Regions from separate parts of the Salvelinus alpinus genome. Here region 1 is linked to region 2. Evidence: chromatin contacts called from public Hi-C data. All regions are on one chromosome and are shown on one strand. The core of a region is the stretch at or near the end of the contact, and the rest is flanking DNA. Distances in the headings are between cores, read along the strand shown.

What was found. Hi-C and Micro-C count contacts between places; a contact is called where the count stands out from the background.
Region 1: a Hi-C map of muscle shows a contact between it and region 2, with 5 times the contacts expected there. The contact joins the promoter of LOC139578845 here to the promoter of LOC139578835 in region 2. A contact is called at or near these places in 2 of 3 Hi-C or Micro-C datasets (muscle and red muscle).

Annotation. Positions count from the first base shown.
Region 1 is chr6:52,006,165-52,009,220 of SLU_Salpinus.1, forward strand. It overlaps LOC139578845 (ATP-dependent RNA helicase DHX15), which reads left to right and starts at 1,685. Exons shown (of 15, transcript XM_071406930.1): 1 at 1,685-1,737; 2 at 2,151-2,300.
Region 2 is chr6:51,765,003-51,768,181 of SLU_Salpinus.1, forward strand. It overlaps LOC139578835 (tetraspanin-5-like), which reads left to right and starts at 1,778. Exons shown (of 11, transcript XR_011675627.1): 1 at 1,778-2,182.

The DNA of each region.
Region 1 (3,056 bases), core at 435-2,934, 240 kb after region 2:
AGGAGATGCCCAAACAATGGAAGTCAATGGGCTCGTTTTAGTGAGATAGCAACCGACCGTTGTCCCAAAGGCGGGAAAGGCAGGCAACAAGTTTAGGTCCAAAATAAATCAAGACAAACGTATTGGGCTTATTTTGAACAGATTTTGGGGAGATGTAATCTCTCGCTTCGCCTCTTCCTCTCTGCATCACCCCTTCCGGTAGGGCAGTGGTTCCCAAACTTTTTATAGTCCCGTACCCCTTCAAACATTCAACCTTCAGCTACGTACCCCCTCTAGCACCACGGTCAGCACACTCTCAAATGTTGTTTTTTGCCATCATTGTAAGCCTGCCACACACACACTATACGATACATTTATTAAACATAAGAATGAGTGTAAGTTTTTGTCACAACCCAGCTCGTGGGAAGTGACAAAGAGCTCTTATAGGACCAGGGCACAAATAATAATATAATAATAATCAATAATTTTGCTCCTTATTTAACCATCTTACATATAAAACCTTATTTGTTCATTGAAAATTGTGAATAACTCATCACAGGTTAATGAGAAGGGTGAGCTTGAAAGGATGCACATAACTCTGCAATGTTGGGTTGTATTGGAGAGTCTCAGTCTTAAATAATTTTTCCACACACAGTCTCTGCCTGTATTTATTTTTCATGCTAGTGAGGGCCGAGAATCCACTCTCACATAGGTACATGGTTGCAAAGGGTCTTAACAGCTGGAGTTGCCAAGGCAAGATACTCTGAGTGCAGCCCAATCCAGAAATCTGGCAGTGGCTTCTGATTAAATTCATTTTTCACAGAACCGCTTGTTGCAATTTCGATGAGGCTCTCTTGTTCAGATATCGGTAAGTGGACTGGAGGCAGGGCATGAAAGGGATAACGAATCCAGTTGTTTGTGTCATCCGTTTCAGGAAAGTACCTGCATAATTGCTCACCCAACTCACTCAGGTGCTTCACTATATCACATTTGACATTGTCCGTAAGCTTGAATTAATTTGCACACAAAAAAATCATACAATGATGGAAAGACCTGTGTGTTGTTCTTGTTAATGCAGACAGAGAAGAGCTCTAACTTCTTAATCATAGCCGGAATTTTGTCCCGTACATTGAATATAGTTGCGGAGAGTCCCTGTAATCCTAGATTCAGATCATTCAGGAAAGAAAAAACATCACCCAGATAGACCAGTTGTGTGGGAAATTCGTCATCATACAAGTGGTCAGACAAGTGAAAATGATGGTCAGGAAAGAAAACTTTAAGCTCCTCTCAATTAAAAAATGTGTCAATACTTTGACCCTTGATAACCAGCTCTCTTCTGTATGTTGTAAAAGCGTCACATGGTCACTGCTCATATCATTGCATAGTGCAGAAAATACACGAAAGTTCAGGGGCTTTGCTTTAACAAAGTTAAAGTGTATTTGTATTTTTCTAATAGGCCTTAATGTGATCTACAATTTCTTGTCACATAGAATATTGAATATCCTGAAAACAAGTAGCCTAGTCCTAGAGACAGAATGTAAAACCTGCGGATCTTACGATAATGTAGCCCATTTTCTCAGTGCACGCTACCAAATCACTGTTGTCAACTCCTCAGTAAGGAAAGTAGCTATTGGCTGTCCTAAAAGTCGCTATAAGTAGCTAAATGACGTCATCGCCTAATTTGCATAATTGGCAATGTGCATGTAATTGTGATGGATTCTGTAGGAGAAAGGAATAACGTCGTGGGAGAGACAAAAAGTGAGTAAAAAAACACCCTAAATATGTTTAGAACTACAAATGAACTTTCTTCTGTCAATTCTTGTTTTTTTTATGTCACAATTCCAACCCTCCTGCTTTATCCGGGCTTGGGACCAGCAAAAGTGACTCTAAAGAGACACTGGCGGAGTTACTTAGTTTTTAATAAAAAAAAATATTTTTTTAGTTTAGTTTTCTTAATTTGGTTTGGTTTTTAACCTTATGGTCCACTTAGGAGCCCACAGTAAAACATTAACATTTTTAACCATAACATTTTTTTGTATACAATCTACATTAACAATCTAAAAATGAACTAAAGAGACAATAGAAAAAAACTGTCAATGGCAATGTGAGAAAATTATGGTAACTAGTCTGGCCCTAATTCAGGTTAATTTTTTTTTTTTTATGTAAACCAGGGCCGCATCATCCAGCGGCGGCTTCCCGCATGCGATTCATTTGCAGTCTAGACGAGGAGTGATGAACATGCTCTGACTGCAACTGGGAGGGACTGCTGCGCGAGGACTGGGCGTGGGGCCCGGCCCACCGCAGCACGCTCGTTGAGAAGAGTAAGAACGATACGTGCTTTCACGTCAGAGTCTCCAAAAGTCTCCAATAACACCAGAAAAAGTCGCTAGATTTGTCGCTAGTCGCTTTTTTGAAAATGTGTCGCTAGAGGGGTCTGAATACTTGCTAAATATAGCGACTAGTCGCTAAGTTGGCAACACTGTAAATAGAAAGACACCAAGTATACTGATAACTTCCGCTATTCAACTGTGCTGAAACATTAATGAGTCTGACCGTGTAACAACTGTTATGGCGCAATGATACAGAGGATGGCAGCAGTGAGCAACACATTTGTTACTGTTTTACCGAAGATGTTTTATAACTAAACCAAGATAGACAATCGCCCCTCGTTTCCAATGGGGAACAATTTACCAATAGTGGGCAGATTCAAGCACGAGTTAGCGAGATCCTATTGGCGTGTTCTAGCATGATCTGCATATTTGCGTTAGGGGACGCCTATTCTGTGAAGTGCGCGTGTGCAAGAACTCAATTCGCCTTTGCGCACCTTCTAAACAACACGATTTTTAAAAACGTTTGCATAGGACAAGGTCTACAATACTTAGTCCACTATGTTCATAACATATTCTAGTTTTTTGAACAGACAACTGTATTGAGATCAAATGTTTAATCGATAAGAAAATTTGCAGAATGTCTGCCAAAATCCATCTCCTCCCACTGCCCACTAGTGAGTGGAAACGCCAAGCGGATGCTTCACATTTATAATCCAGTGAAACACCTGTCTCATTGTTCTTGTCCGT
Region 2 (3,179 bases), core at 528-3,027:
AATGTCCATCCAATCATCAACATCAATGATCAGTTAATAGCCCACCCTCTTTTACCGATCTCAATAATGTCTTTAGGAGGCAACTAAGTTAGCTTGCTTACAATTTGTGATGAGTAAGTGTTGTTGCAATAAATATATAGGCATATTCTTTAAATACTACAGGGGCTGTTATGAATTTCTAGAAATTAATGCTTAAAGTAGATTATTTTACATTTTGAGCCCCTGCCCACTGAAACGTCTGTGCACAGCCCTGCCCTGGAATACTTGTCCTCAATCAGGGCATCAGTTTACAGTTTTAGCAAGGATGGCACCCTTTGATAACAGTGCCCTCATCACAGTAGAAACCTCTTCCAAAGCCCAACTCGGTGCAACCCAGCAGAAGAATGCCAGGTGATATGGCTGCTGACTGTACTTATCAATAACATGTCTTTATTGGACTATGGGCATTTAAAAAAAAATAAAGGTACTCTTTATTTAACTTGGCAAGTCAATTAAGAACAAATTCTTGTTTACAATGACGGCCTACCCAGTCCAAACCCAGACGACACTGGGCCAATTGTGCACCGCCCATATCCAATCACGGCTGGATATGATACAGCCTGGATTCGAACCAGCTCTTGCACTGAGATGCAGTGCCTTAGACTGCTGCGCCACAAGTTTGCAGTTCCCCCCCATTCACACACACATCCCCTAAGAACATTTTGACAATTGTCCCGATTACATATTTCCTAAAGAATTAAACTAATTTAGTCAATTTGTCATCACAAGGAGTGCAACTTTGCCAGGCTGCTTTTTTTTATTTTACTAGGCAAGTCAGTTAAGACAGCCTGGGAACAGTGGGTTAACTGCCTTGTTCAGGGGCAGAACGACAGATTTTTACCTTGTAAGCTCTGAGATTCGATCTAGCAACCTTTCAGTTACCGGCCCAACGCTCTAACCATTAGGCAACCTTTGCAAGTCAAAACAAACTGCTGCTCTGTGGTATAGGCATGGACATTAAAACCAGGGTATAGGCACAGATAGAACAATGAGGCAGATATTTCAACGAATGTATAAATGTGAAGCATCCGCTTGGCGTTTCCACTCACTATTAAATTTGATGGCGAGAAGAAGCCCAGTGGCCGGCAGAGAGAGAAGATAGAACGAGATGGATTTTGGCCAACATTCTGCAAATGTTCTCATCGATTAAACATTTGATCTCAACACAGTTTTCTGTTCCCAAAACTTGAATCTGTTACGAACAGAGTGGACTAAGATTTGTAGACTTTACCCTTTGCCAGACATTTTTTTATAAATAAATAAATAAAAGGTTCAGAAAGGAGTGCTAGGGCGAATCGAGTTTTTGCGTTCTCTTACGGAAATATGCAAATACATGCTAGAACGCGCCAATATGATCTCGCTAGCTCGTGCTTGGCTCTGCCCGCCTCCTAATTGTTCTGCCAACTATGACTCATTTGTTCCCGTTGGAAACTACAGGCTGGGGTCTATCTTGGGTTAGTTATAAACATCTTTGTTAAAGGTCTATTGCTGCGTTCAAAACAACTGGGAACTCGGAAAAATATGAGGTCAAATCATGACGTCAGTGAACTTCAGGTCGGAAAATCAGAGCTCCAGAAAAAGGAATTCAGAGTTGGATGACTGTTCAAAACGATGTTTCCCAGTTGTTTTGAACTGTCGGAAGTCGTACATTTCTGAGTTCCATGTTCCGAGTTCCCAGTTGTTTTGCACGTGCCATGTATAGTCATGACAGGAAAGCTCTCATTGGTAGGCAGACACGTCCATCAAATAACAGCGGTGTCTAGATCATGGACCAGACAGAAGAAAGGTTTTAATCTGGTTGGGCTCATATACTGTAGGGTAAAAAATATATATATTGGATACGACATTCGATATTTGTTTTAAAGCAGATAGTTTGTGACCCTACGCATTTCAAAGAGGAAGCAAGATGTTGAACGTTATTACACGCTGAACAATTGTCGGAACATTTCTACTGGTTGAACCGTTAACTGCGGGTTTCTGAAACGATCTGTCGAACCCAAACCAGATTGGATGTGATTTAGCCCTATTCTGGTGGGCGACATTTGTAAATACGAGCCAAATGATGTCCGGAAAGTATTTCAAGGCTCATGAAGTCAGTTGCTGTATCAAATATTTCATATTTGGATTCAATATAATATTTTGGGTAAGTAAATCTGCTATATGACGTTTTCAGTGTCTCATGGCTTTATAGACTAGCCTACATCATATTGAAATGCTTTTCAACCTTGGCCTGCGTTTCACATATGGGGGAAAATGGGCAAGGAATTTGTATCATTAATGTTTTTTAAGTCTTACATCAACGGATGCAATAAATAAGATAATTAAACGAATTGAAATCTGAATGCAGTGCACATTAGGTTATTGGTCGACCATTATTAACATTGAATAGGTGCTTTATGAGGACACCAACATACGGGACACCAATAATAGCCGAATCGGTGGTAAATGCGCCAATGTTGAACTAAAATAGTAGAATTATGGTTTATTTTGATGAACGCGGGGTCCGGACCTAGATAAGCAGCTTCCCTCTTGCTGCTCGTTGTAATTCTAAGTATCCATTTGTGATTACGTCATAATGTCATTTTTTGTCATTAAATTTGTAGGCCTACAGCTCATGGCACTCCTTAAATGAAATGCAAGCTATAGCAGCTTACATCTGATAACATGTTCCCTCTATTGTTTCTATTTTATAACATCTTGGCATCACTGTGCATGACAATTATGTCAACATGCAGACTATTGAGAAAAATATCTACTTTATCTGATATTTAATCTTTATTTAACTAGGCAAGTCAGTTAAGAACAAATTATTATTTACAATGACCGCCTACCAAAAGGCCTCCTGCGGTGACGGGGCCTGGAATAAAAAAAATAATACAATATAAATATAGGACTAAACACACATCACAACAAGATAGAGCTAAGACAACAACATAGCAAGGCAGCAACACATGACAACACAGCATGGTAGCAACACAACATACAACAACATGGTAGCAGCACAAAACATGGTACAAACATTATTGGGCACAGACAACAGCACAAAGGGCAAAAAGGTACAGACAACAATACATCACACAAAGCAGTCACAACTGCCAGTAAGAGTGTCCAAGATTGAGTCTTTAAAAGAAGAGATTGAG